Linked DNA regions of Rattus norvegicus: region 2 is linked to region 1. A link is a contact called in public Hi-C data. All regions are on one chromosome and are shown on one strand. Each heading gives the region's core, a stretch centred on a gene start, on an enhancer-like site or on the middle of the called end of the contact. The rest is flanking DNA. Distances are from core to core; before and after follow the strand shown. Region 1 overlaps Pfdn1 (prefoldin subunit 1). Region 2 has its middle 22 kb from the start of Pfdn1.

What was found. Hi-C and Micro-C count contacts between places; a contact is called where the count stands out from the background.
Region 2: a contact with region 1 is called in a Hi-C map of liver, with 2.4 times the contacts expected there. The contact joins two enhancer-like sites. A contact is called at or near these places in 2 of 12 Hi-C or Micro-C datasets (liver and mammary epithelial cells).

The regions. Positions count from the first base shown.
Region 1 is chr18:28,291,621-28,298,203 of GRCr8, reverse strand. All of the region lies in intron 3 of Pfdn1 (prefoldin subunit 1), which reads left to right. Among named protein-coding and RNA genes, the nearest start is that of Pfdn1, 46 kb to the left of the region's middle. Within about 2 kb of position 5,128, at least 3 of the 93 cell types and tissues checked have an H3K27ac peak or open chromatin away from gene starts, as enhancers often do. A contact at or near this core is called in liver, where this site is marked.
Region 2 is chr18:28,359,572-28,366,391 of GRCr8, reverse strand. No RefSeq gene overlaps it. Among named protein-coding and RNA genes, the nearest start is that of Pfdn1, 22 kb to the right of the region's middle. Within about 2 kb of position 4,886, at least 4 of the 93 cell types and tissues checked have an H3K27ac peak or open chromatin away from gene starts, as enhancers often do. A contact at or near this core is called in liver, where this site is marked.

The DNA.
Region 1 (6,583 bases), core at 3,879-6,378:
CGATAACTACTAAGACATTGGTGGCTTAAGACCCTGTATAATGGGCTGGATGTGATTATAGACACCTTTTATCCCAGTACTCTAGAAGCAGAGGTAGGAAGATCTGAGTTTGAGGCTAGCTTTGGCTACACAGTGAGTTCCAAGACAGCTAGAACTATGTAGGGCTTGTGTCAAAAAAGCCATACCAAAACCAAAACCAAAAAGGCCCTGTGTGATCTGATTGGTTCTCACTTGCCCGTCTCTGTGCTTCAGTGTTATTCATACCTTGTTTCCCAGACACACCCTGCTCTGTCCTGTCTTCTGAGGAACCTCTGCAACAGCCTTGATTAACTCAGATGCTTCCTCCTGCACACTGCTTTTCCTCAGAGCTCTTACTGTATTCTGTGGTGGTTTGACTAAGAGTGGCCCCTATAGGCTCATATATTTGAATGCTTAGTCATCAGAAAGTCTTGCTATTTGAGAAGGATTAGGAGGCGTGGCCTTGCTGTGGGAGGTGTATCACTGGCGGTGAGCTTTGCAGTTTCAAAAGCCTACATGAGGCCAAGTGTGTTTCCTTTAAAGACATCTTTATCTTTTTTTTTTTCCCCCGGAGCTGGGGACCGAACCCAGGGCCTTGCGCTCAAGCGCTCTACCACTGAGCTAAATCCCCAACCCCTTAAAGACATCTTTAAAATTCGCCTTTATTTATTTTGTTTTGGAGAGCTCTTATCTGCATCAGGAGTTAGTTCCCTGCTGTGAGCACCCTGTGACAGAAAGCCTGTGACTTGCTCACTCTTTTAAGCCCAGCAGTCTGTGGGCCTGCCGTGTGCTGGGTCAGAGTCTGTACCTGTGGTCTGTCACGGCAAAGCAAGCCAGAGGCTGCATCGGGAGGGGCCATGTCAGACTTCCTGGAGCTGCTTTTAGTTGACTATTTAGGAAAGGAGTCTTCTTTGTTTTAATTTTTTTTTTTAATTTTTTTGAGACAGATCTCACTGACCTGGAACTTGCTAGGTAGACCAGCCTGGCCTTGAACTCCTGGCCTCCATCTGCCTGCCTCTGCCCCCTCAGTGCTGGGATTAGCATCACACCTGGCTGCTATGTGGATTTTACATTTTTAAGAATTGAGCAAATGGTGAGTGCCATTTCCTGAGCAAAGATAGCCTGAGCAGCATACGTATAATCACCTTTGCTGTAAGCGTGCTGACCTCTTTAAAACCAGAAAGCAAAACCGTCTCCAGGCTTAACGAGGCCTTCACATGTCTGACACTCTGAGGTACTGAGAGGAGATGCTTCAAGAAGGATGGTGGGTGCTGGTGAGGGACCGAAGCAAATCACAGAGAAGCCCTGCTGTTTGGGCAGCAGGGCTCACAGGCAGGGGTTATAGCTGTAGGTCCTATGGAAGCCGAATTGGAGAGGGCTGAGGAACAAGTGGGAGGTAGAGGCAGCTGCTGAAATGATTGGCTAATGGTTTTGTAGCTGTTGGAGGTGTTCACTTTGGGATCTTGAAGCAGGAGGATCACTGTGAGTTCAAATGCCTAGGTAATCCTCCTGTCTCTGTAGGAGTGCCAGGGTTGTGCAGCTAAGCTGATCTCTTTGTTGTTGTTGTTGGGTCCTGGGGATTGAGCTCAGCCTGTTAGGTCTATGTGGCAAGTGCTTCTCCTCCCTGTTGAGCTGTCAGTGACCCAGAGGAAACATTTTTTCAGTATTTCATTTTAATGATTTTCCTTGCCAAGGATGGATCTTAAATAGCTTAGGAAGAAAGACGGGTAGCTGTGTGAAGTTTCTGGGAAGGCAGGTAGTGATGCATTCAGTGCTTACGTAGGGGCTGATTTTGATTCCTGTAGAAACATGGGGACACTGACCGTTCTGACAGTGGGGAGGGACCGTCACACCACTGGTTGCTTAGATGCAGCAGCAGAAGCAGAGTAATTATAATATTTTCCCCCATTGGTGAGCTGAGAGAGAATAAAGTTTGGGAATCAGAGACAACAGGCATAGACTTGTTCTGGAGTGTGGACAGCTAGACAGCGGGGCTTGAGTATCTTTTGAGGGTTGTAGTCTGTGAACTGTCTTCTTCCAGCAGTTCCTAGCCACCATAGGCATGGATAGGGTTAATACAGACTGGTGTTTTGCCAGATAAGTGCAACAAGGGGAGAGGGTAAAGGAGAAAAATGTGTGCCTGTAAAATAATATTGTTTTTGTTTTTTAAGAAAATTTAAAAATCCTTTGCTGGTCTGTGGCAGCTAGGCTGGGTAGGTAGGGAGAGGGAAACGGTGGCACTCTGGACGTGGTAGAGCACAGTGTCAGACAGCAGTGGTCCAGAAGGTCTCACGGCTGTGGTGGTGAGAGTGCTGTGTGGTCAGACACAGGTACTGGAGCTGTGGAATCTAGTGGAGGGCCTGAGCTAGGTGGCTGAGGAGGAACGAAAGGACCATGGGGTAACGTCAGCGGGCTGTTGTCTGCTCCCTACTTTAAGTCACTTGATGATGTAGCCTCTGGGTGGGAAGGCAGAGAGCCCCCAGTGAATGAGGGCTCACCCAGGCAGCTGGGAGAATTTTTCCAATTGCTGAAGGAAAAAGTAGGCAAAGCTGTTCTGTGAGTGAGCGAGCGAGTGGATGAATGGGAAAACGAGTGAATGGAGACTGACATGGCCGTCAGCTCTCACTGAATCTTACCACCCCGGAGAGAGGTCAGCACATTACAGCTGCTGAAGGGCGGCCTTGTGTGTGTCCCTAAAGGCCAACTGTGCCCTGTTACTTAGATCACACCACTGGTCTGCATGTTGTCGACAGCTTCTTTTGTGCTGCAGTTGCAGACAACCCCATAAAACCTAAACTATTTATTATCTGGCCTTGTAGAGGAAAAATGTACTGACTCCCGGTTTGGACCGTAGCTCTCACACTTCAGCAGGTTTTGGAATCACTGAATGGCTGTGGAAACACAGATTACTGGACTCAGCCCAGTGTCTCTGATTCAGTGAGCCTTGGTTCGGGTACTTCCGACAGCCCCCTGCTGATGCTTGCTTCTGGGATGGGACCCACATGAGAAGCACTGCCCTTCAGGGCTCTTCTTCTATGACTCTGTTAATCCAAATGTCCCTGCCTGTATCAGTGCCAGCTAAACCACAGGATTTCTGGGGTTCGTCTTTACTGGTGATGGTTCTTTGAATGAAGCTTGTTGGTGCCATTTGCTTTGGACAAGTTGTCCCCACTGCCACTACATTCCTGTAAGCTTTCTTTCACCCTTGTCTTTCCCAGAGTGTCTGATAGACCTCAGCTTAAATGGAAGTTGTCAGGGAAGGTCACATAGCCTCAGAGAGACTGAGGGGCTGGCTGGCCAGTGGTTTGGAAGAAGAAAAGGTGCTAGGCCAGTGTGGCACTTTGTCATGGTGGATTGGGTTGAACAGGGAGCAGGGGATCCAGCTGCTTTGGTGTGTGACTCCACACAGGAGCAGCATCAGCTTCTCTGCAGGAAAACCACACTGTGTCTGCTGACTGAACAAGTTCTGGGCTCCTGTCCTTCAGCCCAACAGCTTCCAAGGGAGTCCCTAACGTTGCTTCTAGAAGATGCAGGTACTGAACCCTGCTGAGACAAGCAGTTGCTTGCTTTCTTTGAGCTTGTCCTTCAGTGCTGTCGTGCAGTCACCATGGATCCTGGCATCTTCAGTGGGGGTCACAGATGGTCAGTACCTGTTTCTCCCATTAGACCCTGACTTCCTGCCCTTGTGATGTTGTCTTCTTCAGCTCAGGTCATAGATGTCCTTGCTGGGTCACAGATGCTCCCATTGGCTGCAGCGGCCTTTCATTTTGCCTCCTGACTTCCTGTTCATGCCTTCTGTCTGTTCCGTTTGCTTCTCACCCTCTTGCTTTCCACATTGGTTTCCTGTCTGCCTAGATACATCCCCTTCCCTTTAGCCATCGCGGCCTTTCCCAGCTTTATCGTGGTGGGCAGCTGCCACCCCCTGACCCGCTGCACTTCTGAAGACTGAGAGAAGTCAGGAATCTGCTGTGTATGTGTGCGCATGCTTGTGCGTGCACACTAGTGTGTATGAGTGTGGGTGGAGGCCAGAAGTCAACATCGGGTGTCCTTATTAGTTGCTCTCCACCTTATCCTTTGAAGCAGGGTCTCTCAGTGAACCCAGAGCTTGTCGATTTGCCTGCCTGCCTGGCCAGGGGGTCCAGGGTCATCCTGTCTCCTGCTGTCTACTGCAGAGATCTTAGGCATGTGTTGTCGCATGTTGTATGTGCTGATAGTCCATACCACCAACTGAGCCATCTCCCCACCCTTTAATATTATTTCCTCTTCTTCCTCTCTCCCCCTCCCTCCTCCTCCCTTCTCCTCCTCCTCCTCCCCGTCCTCTTCATCTTTTAAACAACAGGCGTGTGCTAGGTCCATAGGCATGTAAGACTGTACTTGTTTCTCCCACTCTTGACCTGGTCAAGGGACAGCGAGGAGAAAGCAGCCTTTGCCTCCAGTTCTCTGACTAGTAGGAAACCTGAAGTCGGCAGATCCCTGGATTCACCGTAGAGAAAGTGTTGAGTGTGTTGGCTGTGGAAAGGACAGACTCAGAGCAAAGGGGCTCTGAGGACAGGAGCCTCCCAAGTCTCTGATGTAGAAGAGTAAGGCAACCCTGTCTGTTGCTCCTGCAGTTTGGATTGGAGGCACAGGGTAGCTAGAGGCCTGTTTTGGTCCCCCCCATCTTTCCTCGCCCCTTATCACCATTTTGTTTTACTTTAATGTTTGAGAGTCTGTGGCTGAGGGAGAATGGAGTGGCATAGAGAGGAGACATGTCAAAACCCTAGAGTGGAGGATTAGAGTGAAGAACCCAACAGCTAGTGTGGTGCTGCACACATATTCCCAACACTTGAGAGGTTGAGGCAGGAGGATTGTGAGTTCAGAGTCATCCTAGACTAAAAAGCAAGCTACATGGTCTTGAAAGAAAAGAAAAAGAAAGGAAGGAAGGAAGAAAGAAAGAAAGAAAACCCTGAACCTTCTTTTTATCCCCAAGGTACAAGCAGGAAGGGGGAAAGTGCAGGTTTAGGAGAGAGTTCCTAAGAGAGAGAAGCCTGCATGGAGTCATGGGGGTGTTATCTCAGGAGTCTAAAAGATCGCGCTGTGTCGGGAAAGTTCTGGGTGCTTGAACCTTGTCCCTCTGGTGAGACTGAAAGCCAGTTTTGGATGTCTCCCATGTGGGCAGTAACTTCAGCAGTGGCACCTCCCTAGCTATGCTGAGCCTTGCAGAAGTCTCAGAAACTCTTAATCAAAAGAAGGTCCCACAAGAATGTCACTGCACCCAGAGCTCTGTGGTTTGATGGAACCAGAGAAGGGAAGGGTTGTGAGGGAACTGTGTGCAAGGAAGGAAGCCGCTGCAGCAAGGACAGCACATACCTTTCCCTGGATTGCTGTAGGAAGGTGGGCTCTGGGGCCCCTGGAGCTTACAGGTGACCATTGTCCGGTGCAGTCCACAGAAGCTGAGAGGCTGGCACCAGATCCCAGTCTAAACTGTGGGAACTTGCAAAGGTTTGCTTTACAGCTATAGCAGTTGACCTGGTTAAAACCTAAGGGCCTGCTCTGTTGTGAGATCAAGGCTCTGAGGTCTCTGTTGGCATCAAAGAAGTTTTAGTTGTAAATTTCTATATATCCAGGGGCAAGAGGGTAGAGGCCAAAGCCCAAAGAGGAAAGCCATTGTGAAGCAGTTGCTCTCTGCCTTTGCTTCCTCTGGTGCATGCTCCCCAGTTATTGAACTTGGGAGGGAAACAAGGACAGTGAACAGACTCCCGAGATGCTCTTCCAGCGAATGCACCACATGCAACTAGCATGAGTGCTGCTATGCACTGGCCGTCCTAGACTCTAGGACCCAGGCGTGGACAGAACCAAATGCTGCCCACGAGACATTTCCCTCTTAGATAAGGTGACACTCGAGGAAGGCCTGGAAGAGCTGGGTTTGGGAAGTGGTTAGACCATGGGGTGGATGGGATTGGTGCTCTAAGGAAGCAAGGAGCTCATGTGACACTTGAAGGGTACACTGTGAGCCTGACAAAGCCACCCAGATTCTGAATGGCCCTGGCCTGCAGGACACTTAGGTTTAAAGCCACCTCGGCTGTGCTGTGTGCCCTTAGCAACCACAGACTCAGTGGCTCTGGTGTTTACAGACTGAAGGCTGTCGGACAGAAAGCTCTGAGTACAAAGGGAAGACCCCAGCCACAGTGAGGAAGTCAGAAGACAGTCACTTCGTGAAGGTCTGGAGACAGGGCTAGCAGGATGTGACAGGCTCATGGATGGCACACCAGTGATGGCTTTGTGTAGACCCAATGCAAGAATGGAGCTGCTGTTCCAGAAAGGGAAGGCAGGCCCTGACTTTGTGATCTGCGTAGGATTTAAGTACAGAAGTCAAGGGAAAAAGGCCAACTAACGCTTGAGTCCTTCATTTTCTTTGTCCTTGTGATGACTTTGTTTGCATTTTGGTTGGGTTGGTTTTCTCTCAGTTGTCTTTGAGAGTAGTACAATCCCAGCATAAAAATGTTTAGAGACATTTGCCAATTGATGTGACCAGAGGTACATGGTCCTTTAGGTCTAGAAGAGCTTTGGTATGAAGCGTTTGTAG
Region 2 (6,820 bases), core at 3,637-6,136, 68 kb before region 1:
CATTTTTTTTTTATTAATTTGGGTTTTTGATGATGTTTTTAAATCAAGGTCTTACTGAGCATCCCTGGCTGGCTTCAAACTCACCATAAGGATGAAGCTCGCCTCGAACTCAGAGAGGTCTACCTGCTTCTGCATTCCGAGAACTAGGATTGAAGCAAGCATCACCATGCCTGGCTAGCACAGCAACTTTAAACTGTTCGATGCTATTACAGTCTGCTGCTCACAAGTAGGCATTAAACGGGCAGTCTGATTTCCGCTTTGCCCTAGAGACTAAGATTACAGGCTGTATCCAACATCCAGACTCTCTCTCTCTTTTAACTGTAAAGAGAGACAAGGCAGTCAAATGAGTCACAAGAACCAAGAAGTTGGGATGGGAAGCAGGAGACGGCAGATCAGAAGTCAGAGGGCGCTTCTCTGAGAAACTGAAATTGAAGCTGCGATGCTAAGGGGCGAGTGAAGAGGAAGGTTGAGTGTTCGAGGCAGAGGGGGTAGAACGAGAAATTGAAAGGAAGTTGGTTTGGTGCCTTCATTTAGATGGGTCAGGGTCAAAAGAATGAGAGTCTGGATGGATTGACAGGGTGATGGGGAGCTGGCCTAGGGTATTTAAGTGACTGTGGAAAGGGACTGCTGTGAGCAGATCCACTTTGGGGAAGATGATTCAGGTCAAAGAAATGGAGGAGAGAAGCATATGAACTTAACATACATGGAAGCTGAGACACAAAGAAGGAGAGTGAATAATGATCTTCAGTTTGAGGCTTGTATGCTTGGGTGGAAAGTGGTGCCATCTAATGAGAGGGGCTATACAGTGGGGAAGAGGTCAGGGGTAGGGCGTGTTTCACTGAGCTAAAGAGCAAGGGCAGCCTTGGGCACTTAAAGTCACAAGTGGCGACTGCCTTGTAGGTTGTGATGTCCAGGGCACAGCTGTCAGGTTGTAAAAGCTACGTCCAGAGCCTTGGGGGGAGGTTTCTGGGATGGACAGGGGTCATGAGCCTGAAGAACAAGATAGGGTATAATTCAGATAATACCAGCAATCCTCAGCTGTCCATCCAAAAGCTCTCCCACCCAAAACAGGTGCTTCTGCCAGGTGCAGGGATTCACACCTTTAATCCCAGCCATCAGGAGCCAGAGGCAGGTGGATCTCTGTGAGTTAGAGGTCAGCCTGGTCTACAGAGTGATTTCCAGGACAGTCAGAGCTACGTCATAGAGAGACCTTGCCTCAAAAAAACCAATTAAAAAAATCTCATTACAAGTTGGATGCCCTTTTCCAAGGAGAGGCTTGGGGACCCAGGTCCTTCTCTGCCATTTCTGTCGCCTTGGCTTGAAGTATTGGCTGACAGGGAAAGAATGTAGGCAACACACCAAAGGTCACACCATCGTCGTACAGGAGGAATGAGAAACTGCAGTTATCTGGATGGCCCTGAGAGAGAAGAAATGGCTTTGCCAGCCCCTTCCCTCTGGAACACAAAGGTACAGCGAGGGATACCTGAGCTCTGTGATTTGCATGGACTCATTTCCATACAGGGCAGAGAGAAGGAAAGACAAATCCCTTTTCTCCTTCCTCCTTCCCCCACCTGCTTTAAACCTAAGAAGGAGAGAGGAGGAAGACCCAAACCACTCCCATGTGCTCTGCAAATTGAGCAGCCTCTCAAGATGGAGCCATTCCCGGGCTGGGGTTTTAGCTCAGTGGTAGAGCGCTTACCTAGGAAGCGCAAGGCCCTGGGTTCCGTCCCCAGCTCCGAAAAAAAGAACAAAAAAAAAAAAAAAAAAAAAAAAAAGATGGAGCGATTCCACTGAGCAGGCTGTGTTGACCAACCTTTGCTCATCTGCGTCTGCTTGCCATCCATGCTCCCTGCACTTCCCTTCTCCCCAAGTTGTAGCTGTGATATGTTGGGAACAATGTTCTAGAAATGTAGCAGTAGACTGAGCCTTCCCTATATTAATTTAACTGTCTCTCTTACTCCAATGTAAGTTTCAAAAGTATAGTGTGAAGGCTGTGGGTGTGTCTCAGTGAGTGGTATATTGCTTGCCTAACAAGCACAGGGCCCTGGGATTGGTTCCCAGCATGGAAAGGAAAAACGTTTGCAAAGATTTGGGACTGCAAATGTAGCTCAGGTCCTAAGTGCTTGCTTAGCTTCCAGGAAGCCTTGCTCGGCTGCATCCCAAGCAACACTAAAAGCCAGATGTGCTGGGGCCGCTAAAATGGCTCCATGGGTAAAGGTGATTGCCAGTGAGTCTGAGGGCCTGAGTTTGATCCCCAGAACCCACATGGTGGAAGGAGAGAACCTATTCCCACAAGTTGTATCCTGATTCCATATGTGTGCCATGCTGTGAAACCCTCCCCCCCCCCCCCCAAATAAATAAAACAGGAAAGATATCACACTCTGTGAGTTAGCACTTGGGAACTGAAGATAGGAGAATCAGAAGCAAGGGTCATCTTCAGCTACACAGCAAGTTCGAGGCTAGCTGGGCTACAGGAAACTGTCTCAAACAGTAGAATCCATGTTTTATGTTACCCAAGACGGTATCCCTAGACCCCAGATCAGTGCCTACCATCCCAGAGGAATTTTAGGAAAAAAAAAGTCAGATAAATGAATAGTTGAATGAGGGCCATTGTGGGCATTCACATCTGAGCGCTCTTTAAGAGGAAGAACAAGGAGCCAGGCTGATGGCCCAGTGACTTCAAGAGGCCAATGACTGTCTTCCCAGGGAAGACACTTTACACTTAGAGTTCTAGGTGTCCCGGAGATGTAAGAGTATATTCAGAAGCCAAATGCGAAACAATGCAAAGTGAGCTGGCCGTGCCTGCAACTCCAGCACCGAGGAGGCTGAAGGGCCATCCTGGGCTACGATGAGAGACCCTGCCTTTAAAAAACAAAAAAAGGACAAGGAACAAAGAGAGTTCAGAATGGCCGTGCTTAGAGGGCCTGGAGGGAGTGCAGCTGCTCCGTAGCTCTGTTGTTCAAAGCTTCTTTCACACATAGCCCGTGCATTTTAGGTCACCATTCAAGAGGAAAGACTTGACTCTCCTCTAATTATTCTAATCTCCTCCAGTGAGTCTCATCCAATTTTCTCAGTACATCTGAACTGAGGTCAGAATTATAGATCCCCTCTGTCTGATTCTACTTTCTACGCAGAGACTAAAGTTTGGGGTGGGAGAACATGTAATCCCAGCATTTGGGAGGCGGAGGCAAGGGGATCACCAAGAGTGTGAGTTTGACACCAGCCTGGGCTGCAGAGAGAGAGAGAGAGAGAGAGAGAGAGAGAGAGAGAGAGAGAGAGAGAGAGCTCATCAAAGACAAATAAACAAACAGGAAGACTAAGGGGATGTCATAGAGCACTCAGCCTGCAAGTGTGAAGACACCCAATCCAATCTAGAGCAAGTGAAAATGATAGGTTAGTCCCCAGCGTCTGTGTCATGTGGTTCACAGCTGCTTGTGACTCAAGCTCCAGGGGATTGGATAATCTCTTGTGGTCTCCATGGTGGGCAGTCAAATGATACACACGTAAATGAAAAAAACAAAACAAAACAAATCTTTAGGGATGGGTACAGTGGTGCACACCTTTTAACTCTAGCATTTGGGAGGCAGAAGCAGGTGGATCTCTGAGTGTGTCACAAGCCAGGTCTGCAGAATGAGTTCTAGGAGACCTAGGGCTACAAGACCTTGTTTATTTGTTTGTGTAGAGAAGGAAAGCAGCCAGGTGTGGTGGTGCACATTTGTAAATCCCAGCACTGGGGAGGAGTGCTCAAGAAGACCTGTGAGGCTCAACAGCAGGTCAGCTTAGCCTAATTGGTGAGCTCCAGGCTACCAAGAGATACTGTGTCAAAGGAGATAAAGGGTGATCCCGAGGATGACACCTGAGGTTGTCTTCAAACTTCCACATGATTGTAAACACATGCATTTAAAAAAAAAAAAGGAGAGAAAAAAGAAGGCCTAGTGGCACACATGTAGACACGGGCACTTGGAAGGCAGAACTAGGTCATCTTCTGTGGGGCTGGCAAGATGGCTCAGTCAGCAAAGGTGCTTACCACAGAAGTTTGACAGCCTGAGTTCAAGCCTCTGAGTCACATAAATGTGGAGAGAGAGAGCTGACTCCAGAGAGTTGCCCTCTGACCTTCTGACCTCCATATGCACACCATAACACATGTACATATTATAGACTCACACAGGCAAGAACAAACGTGAGTTCAGGCCCAGCCTGAGTCACTTGAGTCCCTGTCTCAAAAGAACAACAGATCGGGCCCTCAAGGGATGGCAGTTAAGAGCCCCTGATGCTTTCCCAGAGGTTCTGGGTTCAATTCCCAGATACCACATGACCCATAACAAAGATCCCAGTCTTAGATTAGCTGCCCTCTTCTGGCCATTGAGGACACTGCATGCAAGTGGTGCACAGACACACAAGCATGCTAAACATTTAAATATATAAAAGATAAAAATCTCAAAATAAATTTTATTTGTTTTGTTTGTTTGAGACAGTGTTTCTCTGTGAGGTCCTAGGTGTCCTGGAACTTGTTCTGTAGACTGGGCTGGCCTCGAACTCAGAGATCAACCTGGACTAATAAAAAAAAAAAAAAAAAAAAAAAAAAAAGCCCTAGCAAGCGCAAGGCCCTGGGTTTGGTCCCCAGCTCCGAAAAAAAGAAAAAAGAAAAAATAAATAAAAAAATTAAAAAATTAAGAAAAGCAAACAAATAAAACAGATGGGGTAGAACATTTTTCTAAGGCTTCATTTGGTTATGGCAGCAGCTCAGAAAGTTCATCATTATAAACAAGGAAATCAAATGCTAAAAGAAACTAGTATCAAAAGTGTGGTGGTTTGAATAGGAATGACCCCTATAGGCACAAATATCTGAATGCTTGGTCATTAGGGAGTGGTGATACTCGAGACAGATGAGGAGGTGTGGCTGTGGACTTTGTACAGGCTCCTGCCCAGTCAACATTTCACCTCTAAACCGTATCCCCAGTCGCTTACTTTTAGGTGTTTTTAATTGAAAGGTTTTCGATATCTATTTATGTATTATTTACTCATGTGCACGAGTGTTTTGTATGTGCATCGTGTGCTTGCCTTCCTTCCTTTTTTTAAAAGCCAGTAATGGGGGGAGGGAGACATGGTTCAGCAGGTAAAGGTGCCTGATGGCCGAAGTTCAGCATGTGGGACCCACGTGGCAGAGGGAGAGAACCAGCTCCTGCAAACAGCTCTTTCTGACGACCATGTGTGCACAGTGACATGGGCACTCACGTAAGTGTAATAAAAATAAAATAAATAAAGCCTGAAATGAACAGAACAAAGTGAAATTCAAAACTAATTACACAGTTGGGCATGGTGGTGCAGACCTTTGATCCCACCACTGGGGAGGTGGGGGTTGCTGGCTCTCTGTGAATGAAAAGCCAGCCAGTCAGGTCTACAAAGTGAATTCCAGGACAGTCAGGGTTACACAGAGTTCCTGTCTCAAAAAAAAAAAAAAATAATTGGGTTAGAGAGATGGGTCAGTGTTTGAGAGCTCTTCCATAGGACACAAGTTCAATTCCCAGCACCTACATGGTGCCCACAATCACGCATAACTTCAGTCCCAGATTATCCAACATTTTCCTCTGGTCTCCACTCATATCAGGCATGCATGTGGTATACAGATATACATGCAATTAAAATACCTACACACATAAAATATCAAAAACAAACAAAAACAACCACAAAAAGATGCAATTGAACACAGTAATAGTGGTGGCAGGAGATGGCCTCTTACTTACGAGCATTTAACTGTTCTTGCATAGGACTGAAGTTAAATTCCCAGCCCTACCTATAACTCCAGTCACCTTCTAACCTCTCTGGGCATCAGGTATATATGGTGTACAGACATACATGTAGGTAAAACACTCAAACACATTAAACAAACAAACAATCAAGCCCCAAACCCCAACAGTGATAGAACTGGGGTTGCAGCTCAGCTGTACTTGGTTGGAGCTGAGCATGTTTAAGGCGCTGCTTCTACATTAAACCAAGCGTGTTGGTGTGTGCTTAGGATCCCTGGGCTTGGGAAAGGAAGCAGGTGGAACATAGCTCAAAGACTATCCTTGGCCACATTATGAGTTCAAGACCAGCCTAGGCTACATGAAGTCCTGTCCCTCACCAATATATATCATGAAGAAAAACTGTAATGTGTTTTACAATAAGACAACTGGGGGACTGAGACTCAGCTAAAGAGTCAGCTAAAGTTTCTGTAAGAAAAGACCACTGAGTTGAGATCCACAGGTTGTCAGTGACCTGCTAGAGGCAGGAATGTTCTAGAAAAGGACTCAGCATATAGAAAACCTAGACTCACAGGGTAGTGGTAATGAACACCTTTAGCCTTTAATTGTCGGCGCCAGCACCGACCTGGTACCGAGAATCGGGCGAAAGCCTACGGGATGAAAGAAACACACATACACACACACAGGTTATCGTGTCAAGCCAGGAGAGGAAGAGAGGAAGAGAGAGAGAGAGAGAGAGAGAGAGAGAGAGAGAGAGAGAGAGAGAGAGGAAGAGAGAGGAAGATGGGAAGGAAGAGTGAGAGTGAGGAAGAAGAGTGAGAGGAATAGTGAGAGTGAGAGGAATAGTGAGAGTGAGAGGAATAGTGAGAGTGAGAGGAATAGTGAGAGTCTCCTGTAGCTTTATTCACCACTTATATACCCAAGTCTCCAGGTAGAAAATAACTGGGAAGCACAGTGGGAAACCCTGGCTCGTGACTACCTGGCTCGTGACTTCGGTAACAAAAGACCAACTACGAGACCTGAATTAATTAGGGAGAAATCTCAGAAGACCAGCCTAAATCTCAAGGATAAAGGCT